Linked DNA regions of Sus scrofa: region 1 is linked to region 2. Evidence: chromatin contacts called from public Hi-C data. All regions are on one chromosome and are shown on one strand. The core of a region is the stretch at or near the end of the contact, and the rest is flanking DNA. Distances in the headings are between cores, read along the strand shown.

The links. Hi-C and Micro-C count contacts between places; a contact is called where the count stands out from the background.
Region 1: a contact with region 2 is called in a Hi-C map of liver, with 1.7 times the contacts expected there. The contact joins the enhancer-like site here to the promoter of AGAP1 in region 2. A contact is called at or near these places in 8 of 47 Hi-C or Micro-C datasets (embryonic fibroblasts, fetal skeletal muscle, heart right ventricle and 4 more) and 1 of 2 datasets of contacts at active chromatin or transcription factors (skeletal muscle).

Annotation. Positions count from the first base shown.
Region 1 is chr15:135,513,711-135,517,976 of Sscrofa11.1, reverse strand. All of the region lies in intron 1 of AGAP1 (arf-GAP with GTPase, ANK repeat and PH domain-containing protein 1), which reads right to left. Among named protein-coding and RNA genes, the nearest start is that of AGAP1, 73 kb to the right of the region's middle. Within about 2 kb of position 1,601, at least 4 of the 83 cell types and tissues checked have an H3K27ac peak or open chromatin away from gene starts, as enhancers often do. A contact at or near this core is called in liver, where this site is marked.
Region 2 is chr15:135,439,498-135,443,913 of Sscrofa11.1, reverse strand. AGAP1 (arf-GAP with GTPase, ANK repeat and PH domain-containing protein 1) reads right to left here and starts at 1,474. Exons shown (of 20, transcript XM_021075538.1): 1 at 1,246-1,474. The coding sequence starts at 1,408.

The DNA.
Region 1 (4,266 bases), core at 352-2,851, 74 kb before region 2:
CTTGCAGAGAGCACCTGCTCACTGAGCACCGCCTGCCTCTGTGACTAGGAGACACTACGCTCACAAACCAGTGTGCCCAGGGCACGCAATGACCACGACACACACGCAAATACTAAGTGCATTAACACACACTGGCTGGGTACCGCCTCCCAGCCCCAAAGAGCAGCTTAATTTAAAAAGCCCGGAGAGGAGTTCCCATCATGGCACAGTGGTTAACAAATCCGACTAGGAACCATGAGGTTGCAGGTTCGATCCCCGGCCTTGCTCGGTAGGTTAAGGATCCGGCGTTGCCGTGAGCTGTGGTGTAGGTCGCAAACGTGGCTTGGATCCCGCGTTGCTGTGGCTGTGGTATGGGCCAGTGGCTACAGCTCCGATTAGACCCCTAGCCTAAGAATCTCCATATGCCGTGGGAAGCGGCCCTAGAAACGGCAAAAAGACAAAAAATAATAATTAAAAAAAAAAAAAAAAAAAAAGCCCAGAGAATGACCCTGGACACAGGGTCATGGCACAGAGGTGAAGATAATTAAGCCCAAACCTATCCCTGCCCTTTGCCCGTGGGGAACCCAAGGCCCAGAGCCACACAACTGACGGAGTTTCAGCAGCACAGTGAGCCAGGCCTCTGGGGCCCCAGCCCTTGGTGCTGTGCCTGCTGGTCACCAGATGTCACCAGATATTTCGTTCTTGCTAAACGCTCGGCCACCTGATGCTAAGTGCTATTCCCAAGGCTGCTTTCCAGCTCAACTCCCAGGTGGCAAGCTTGTCACTTGAATGGTTCAAGTCCCTGTTCCTCCACAAGAACCCAGAGGCAAGAGCATGCCACATGCCTCCTTTCCAGATCACACCCCCGGGGTGGAGCTGCTGCGGGAAGAAGGCAGTACTTCCAGGTGGGCTGGGCTTGGTCAGCTCTGACCGCTGTCACAACCCGCCACAGACCGGGTGGCTTAGACCACAGACACTTCTGCTCACAGTTCCTGAAGCTGGGCAGCCCTAGGTCAAGGTGATGGGCATTTGGTTTCTGGGGAGAGCTGCTTCCTAGTGGGCAGAAGGATGCTTTCGTGCCATGTCCTCAAAAGATGGAGAGCACTCTGACTGGTGTCTCTTCTTTCAAGGGCACCAAGCCCATCCTGGGGACCCCAGCCAGCCCAGTGACCTCATCTGAACTTAATTACCCCCCCCAATATCATCACATTGGGGTTTAGAGCTTTAACATGTGAATTTGGGGGAGACGCAGCTCAGTCCACAGCAGGGTCACCAACGCTCTGTCGTTAGCAGAACTTCACAGATACAGAAGAGGAGAAACTCCTGCTAAAAACTCGAAGCTTCTCTACCTGGCCAATATCATGTTTGGTTCCTCTCGCCAGGATCTGTCGGTCGGAAGTTGCAGCCAAGTGCCAGCAAACTGGCCGTGGACATGCACGTCCACCTCCCCGCCTCCTCAAACGCTGCATCCTCACTGCGGGCCGACTCGACCACCCCTGCCACCCCACCTTCAGACCCGCAGGTCCCTCCGCCTGCAGTTCACTGACCCTGGGGGCCTCTGGCCCTGTGTTGCCACAGCCTTGCCTGCCTGCACCTGTTTTCCTGGGTGCTCTGCTGGGACTTTGGCCCCTGTGGACACGGACCACACGTGACCCTTAGGGAGTAAGAAGCAGCTGCCCAGCAGAGGGGATCCTAGAAGGCAGAGCTGTCCTCTATCGCTTTTGAGTCTCACGGCCAAGCAGATGCATGAGACAGCAGGTCAACGGTCTCAACATGGGGTCCAGGGAAGGGGCTTCAGAGGGTCTGTGAACCCCTGGAATTGTCTGGCAAGCTGCTGTGTGAGTGAGTACCTGTCGATCTTTCTATAGTATGGACCCCAAAAGTTAAAGAACATCTATCAAGGCGCTGTGGGGACAGGACCATGTGTGACAGCCTCGGCGACAAGGAAAGTAACTGCTTGGTACATCTCCCCACTGGTAAGTCCCAGCTCTGAGAAAGGCCATCAGTGAAATGAAATGCCCACTTGTATTGTGACATCACTGGCATGAAAACTGAATTGTAAAGGAAAAGTAATACTTGGGTCTTGTGTGTGTGTGTGTGTGTGTGTGTGTGTGTGTGTGTGTGTGTGTGTGACACATTAAAAGCAACACAGAGAGGAGTTCCCACTGTGGCACAAGGGGATCAGCAGCATCTCTGCAGCGCCAGGATAGAGGTTCCATCCCCAGCCAGGATAGTGGGTTAAAGGATTGGCGTTGCCACAGCTGCAGTGTCGGTCTCAACTGCAGCTCAGATCTGATTCCTGGCCCGGGAACTCCATCTGCTGTGGGGCAGCCAGAAAAAGAAGGGGGGGAAAAAAAAGCAATACAGAGAAAGACAAATATTACCCAACATCACTTGCATATGAAATCTAAAAAAAATGATGATACAAACGAACTTATTTACAAACCAGAAACAGACTCACAGACACAGAAAACAAACACAGTTACCAAGGGGAAAGGTGGGGAGTGGCGGGCGGGGGGAATTGGGGGTTTAGGATTAACAGGTGCACACTACACGACATAAAACAGACCACCAGCAAGGACCCACTCGACACGGGGAACAGTACTCAGCATCCTGTAGTCACCGCTACGGGAGAGAATCTGAGAAAGAACATACGTTACAACTGAATGACTCCGCTAAACGCCCGAATCTAACACAACATTGTGCAAATCAGCTCCACTTCCATTTTCAAAAACTAAGTATCTGGCGTGATCTTAACACGCTACAAAGTCTGTGAATGAAAAAAAGCAAAGTATTCCTTTCAGGAACATTGTTTTAAAAGACTGGCAATCAAGAAGGAGGTGATGTGGCTTTCAGAGCGCGCCCCTCCTGCCCCAACAGGATCAAAGCGGACAGTCACCCAAGACGCAGACGTAAATGGCATCTCCGGGGCTGCACCCCAAATCTGCAAAAGAGGACACGTCCACGCACGTTGGGTTCCCTGGACGGGTCGAGACGCCCGAGAATTTACAGGAAGCCATCCCTTAACATACCGGATGCTATTAAATAATAACAACGTATTTAAAACCTCCTAAAGTTCAAACTGCTACATAAATACAACTTGACTTTGACCTTACACACCCTGTGGCTTTCCTGCTGCATGACACATACGACGCAGGGGAATGGGTTTGCTGCCTCCAACCACTAAGACGACAGGCGAACCAGCAGGTGCTGGAGCTGGCAGGGAGCAAAGGCAGGCCGTGTGGCCTGGACCAGTCATCCAGCCACCTCGGGTCAATCTCTCCCCACCCCCCACCATGCATGGGGCGAGCCAGCCCCAGGGTCCCGTGGCTCTAACAGGAGCGATTCGCAGGGCCCTGTGGTCAGACGATGCTGCTTCCGAGTCCACGACCCGCTGCTCGAGGACCTTTGGGGTCACTACCTGAGACCTTGTCCATCCACACACCAGCTCCGACACCAGACGTGCGGGGTTCTCCCGCATTAATAACTGATTCTCCAACTCCGCCAACACCAGCTTGGTGTCCAAGATTCCAGTGGATTCTGACACCGGCCAAAATCAGCGTCAGACCCCACAGGTTCAGGCCTGGTCCCACACGGCTGCCCCCGCCCCAGACGCCCATCGGAGTCAGTGAGACCCCTCCCACCCTTCTCTACGACCAGCCATTGATCGGGGTTCCCACCTCTCCTCCTGTCGAGAACGTATTAGAAGGGCTCACAGAACTCTGGAACCACTTACTCACCAGTTTATCAGAAAGGCTTCAACTCAACAGTCAGATGATGAGGGATGTGAGTGGGGGGGGCGCTGGGGCTTCCGTGCCCCCTCCAGGTGCGCCCGCCCAGCACCCGCAGACGTTCGTTGTTCACGAGTTTTGACAGAGGAGTTCCCACTGTGGCTCAGCAGTGAATGAACCCGACTGTTGTCCATGAGGATTCGGGTTCAATCCTGGCCTCGCTCAGTGGGTTAAGGATCTGGCATTGCTGTGAGCTGTGGTGTGGGTCTCGGACGCAGCTTGGATCCTGCGTTGCTGTGGCTGTGGTGTGGCCAGCAGCTGTAGCTCTGATTTGACTCCTGGCCTGCGAACCTGCATATGCTGCAGATGCAGCCCTAGAAAGCAAAAAAAAAAAGTTTTTATAAAGATTAATCTCCGGGAGTTCCCGTCGTGGCGCAGTGGTTAACGAATCCGACTAGGAACCATGAGGTTGCGGGTTCGGTCCCTGGCCTTGCTCAGTGGGTTAAGGATCCGGCGTTGCCGTGAGCTGTGGTGTAGGTTGCAGACGCGGCTCGGA
Region 2 (4,416 bases), core at 225-2,724:
CCACAGAAGGCTGGAGCACCATTCAGATCCTCCCCAGGAATCAGCTGACCCCCTATGAGTGCACTCGGCCAATCAGCAACCTGGCTGGGACACCGTTCAAGTCCATGGGGGCTGCCAAATGCCAAGAGGATCAGCACCACCAAATCCACCTTCTCAGTCGAACCGGCCAAGCGTCAAACCAACTGCTCTGGGGTTAGCAGTTCAGACTGCACGGTGCCAAAGCGAAGCTTTCCCGCGGCCCCTGCCCTGTGGCTTGCAGACAGGGGGGGAGCGGGGCGAAGCTGCCTGCGGCTGGGCTTCAGACACACTTCTGCCAGGCCTGGAACCTTCTCAGTGTTCCTCAACTGCGGCTTTTGGTTAGGCCATTTCTAGGTTACGGATAACCCAGCCGTCAAACCTTTTACCGCCACTGGCCAACGACAATGAGACAATCTGGAAGCGGAGGAGCTGAGAAATAACCATGGTGACGCCAGAGAGAACAGGAGCCCAGGAGAGGCAGACCCAGGCTCCACCTCTCCTGAGGGTCACAGCCTTGCCAGACTTGCAGGAAGGGTGGGTGGGTGGCCTCCCAGGGCAGGTGTGTGAAAGTGAAACCCAGAGAGAGGGGTCTTCTAAATTGGCCCAGGACTTCTGGGAGAAAACACTCTGTAGAGGAAGCCAGCCTCTCTCTGCACAGCGGCAGGTGGACCCCCACGGGGATACGATGCTGTCTGCAGCTTGGGCTAAGTTCAGCAGCCTCCACTGTGTCCCCGAAAAAGGCAAATCCACCAAAGGAAGAGCCTGCCCACCCCACGCCCCCCAGCAGCAGCTCTTCTCAAAAAGACCTCTTCAACGTCCAGCAAGACGCTCAGCTCCCCGCCTGGTAACCTGTCACAGACCAGTGGCGCCGACCCCTCCGGCTGGCCCCAGGCCTCGACTGGACCAGATCACTCGGGTGGCCCAGGACGCGACCGCACGGAGCCACTTTCTCACTGGAGACTCTACTGCCCATTATCGCATTAGCGCCGCGATCCATCTTCCCTGGCAAGGCTGGCGGCGCGCTCGCCCGGCCCTCGGCCTCCCCCTCGGCTCTCGCCCGGCCTTGCAGGGTGAGAAGCACCGCAGTGCTCGCTCGGCCGGGCAGCCGTGTGCCAAGGCCCGGCGCGTGTGTACACACGCACGCACACGCGCGCGCGCCCCGCCGCGCCGGGGGCGCCCGCTCCCCCGCGCTCTCCAGGAGCCCCGCAGCGGCGGCTCGGCCCTCACCTTCGATGGCGATGACGTGCTCCCGGATCTGGTTCTGCAACACCGGCTCCTCCACGCGCTCCAGCAGCTCGTAGATGGAGTAGATGTTGGGGTGGACCGACTCGAAGCGCTGGATCTCGGCCCGGATGGCAGCCGAGTTGGCCAGCTGCTGCTGGTAGTTCATGGTGCAGGCGCCGCGCCCGGAGCCGCGCGCCCCCCGCCGCCGCCGCCGTCCCGCGCCCCGGGGCCCGCGGGCCGCCGAGCCTGGGGCGCCGCAGCCCCCGGGGAGCCGGGCCCGCCGCCGGCGGCGGGCGGAGGAGGCGCGAGAAGAAAGGAGCGGGCGGAGCAGGCGCGGGGCCGGCCCGCCGACTCAGTTCATGGCCGGGACGCGCGGCCAGCGAGCGAGCGGGCCCCGGCGCCCCGGGTCAGCGGGCCCCCATGGAGCGCGCCGCGGCGGGCGCGGCCGGCCCCGGAGGAGGCTCGCTCGGGCTCCTTCCTGAGCCGCAGCCGCCTTCCACCCCTAGGCGCTGCCCCGCCGAGCAGCCATTAAAGCCCAGGCAGCCGCCGCGCTCCGAGCGCTGGGGCCGAGGGCCGGCCCCCGGGCAGTGGCCGCGCCGCTCGGGATGCCCGGCCGCCGCGTGGGTCCGCGCGCTGCGTGCTGCGCCGCCCGGCGCGCCGGGGCCCCCGCGCGGAGCCCGCCGTGCGCCGTCCGCCGAGCCGGGACCGAGCCGCAGGCGCCGTGCAAGCCGCGGAGCCCTCGCCGAGCGCCGCCCGCCGCCTGCCCGGCCAGCCCCCTCCCTGGCACGCAGGGCTCAAACCCACGTCGGCCCCGCCTCCGCCAGCGCCCCGCCCGCCCGCGCGCTCGCTCGCCGCCCGCCGCCGCTGCTGCGTCCTCCGCGGCGCTTCCCAGCGCGCCGGATCCCGGGGAATTGCGCCAGGCTCCGCCCCGCGCCTGCCTCTGGGCTTCCTGGGACTTGTAGTCCGCGGCGCGCCGCGTCGGCGCTCCGCCGGGACCGCGGGGAGGGGCGCGCTCGCCGCTCGGGGCAGGCGCGGAGTTGGGGCCCGGGGGCCGAGGAGCGGGGCTCTCCCACCCGCGGAACCGTGACGCGCCCGGCTCCCGGTCCTGGCGCTCCGCTGGTCCCGGCGCTGTCCTGCTGCTGTCCCCGGGAGGCGGTGCGCCAACCCGCCCGCGTTTTTGCTTCTAAGCGGCCGGCTGCGGGAGCATTTGCGACTCGCCTTGTCCCCCGGCCGCACTTTGTTCGCTCCCCACCCCGCCCCCCATTTTTAAACTTTGTATCTCCTTTTGCGAAAGTCACACGCGTGCTTCCTCTTAATAAACTAAATTTCTTCCCGAAGGCGAAGAGCCGCCTTAGCCGTGGCGGCGTGGGTGTTCACACTCCTCGAGTGAAGTTTAGACGGGGACGCGACGTGCAGCGAAATACCACGGAAGCTCCCTTAGGCATCCTCTCCCTTTAAAATAAAAAAATAAAAATAAATAAATTGGAGGTATGGGTCTCAAGCTGCAGCCTGATCTGCGTGGGTCCCCAGCCTGCTCACCCCCACCCCAATCCCCTGTAAGCTCAGCCCGGGAATCCTGCGGAGCTGGACCGCACAGCAAGAAGGTTCCAGGCAAACGGGACTGTTGCAGACGTGCTGAGCACTGGGGCCAAGTTTATGAGCCCGGGCCTAGTCCCTGCCCTGACCTTTCCAAGCGGTTTTTTGGAAGCACTTGGTCCGCGCCCCCTGCCCCCGCAGCCCTGATCAAAGCCAGCTGAGCCTTCACCTGGCTCACCTGCCACCTGCGTGTGGCTTCTGCAGCCTGGTATCCATCTTCCCCGAGTTACACCCACTGGGCTCACAATTCCCCCAGACAAACGTGCCGATGGTCTTCAGCACCCTGAGCTCGTGCCCTCCCCCCATTCCTGATCCCTACAGCATCCCTGACACACTAATCTGCCTCTGGCTTTACTCTCAGCCTAAGTAACTGCAGTAACTGAGGTGCCCACAATGTGGCCTCATCGAATTTAACCTGTCGGCAGTCCTGGAACCCTTCTTCTCCTGGCTGCTAGAATAACATGCTCGCCAAGCTTTCCTACTACCTTTCTGGCTTCTCAGTCCCTTTTGTGATCCCCTCTGACTCCCCTAACCTCTTAAATATGGAGAGCGAGCAGCTAGGGCTCCTTTCTGGGTCTCTTCTCTTTTCTATGTGTGGGGATCTCTCTTTCGGCTTTGAATATCCTATACAGGTTCATGAACCACAAAGTCCTACCTCCAGTCCAGCCCTCACCCCTGAATCACAATTTCGTATCCAATTGCCTCTTCATCATCTCTGGGATGCCGGCTGACAATTTAAATCTAACATGTCTGGAGCTGAATTCTGGCTGCTCCCTCCCCGTGCTTCTCCTGAAATCTTTGTCCCAGCTGTGGGCAACTTCAGGCCTCCTTTCGCTCGGGCTGACATCCATCCTTGACGCCCCTCCCTCCCATACCCCAAATAGTGTCAGCACCACCTCCTCATGATCCAGAATCTCACAGCCTCTTGCCGCCCCACTGCCACCACCCTGCTGAAGGTGTGATTATCTCGCCTCTGGGTTAGTGCAGGAAATTGATCTGGAAATTGATCAAGCAGTGGATCTCCTTGCTTCTTACTTTTGCCCTTAGAGTCTGTTCTCACTAAGACAGCGCTGGTGAAACTCAGAAAACCTAAGCTGGTCGTGCCAGAGCCTCTGCTCAAAACCCTCCCGTCATTCCTGTCCCGCTCAGAGTAAATTCCACCACCTTACTCTGGCCTCCAAAGCCGTACTGGCCCTAGTGTCTAGCGGGAGCTGTGCAGGTTCTGAGCAGAACCCTACTTGTAAGCTAACAAGTTAGCCTGCAGAAGATGGAGCCTCCTGGGTGAGAAACAAAAGACGCTGGTATTCACAGCAACAGCAGTAGCTAGAGTATCAGCATTTTTGGGGGGCCGCTCTGTGACGTGTGGAAGTTCCCAGGCCGGGATTGAACCCATGCCACAGCAGCGATCTGCACCCCTGCAGTGACAATGCTGGATCTTTAACCTGCTGCGCCACAGAGAACTCCCATAGAGTGTTGGCATTTTCAGGGGCCGGTTCACGAAGCTCCAATTCCCACAGGGCCAAGAGGAATTGGGCCTGTAGGAAAGGAACCTGGAGTTTAGAGAACCCCAGTCTTTTA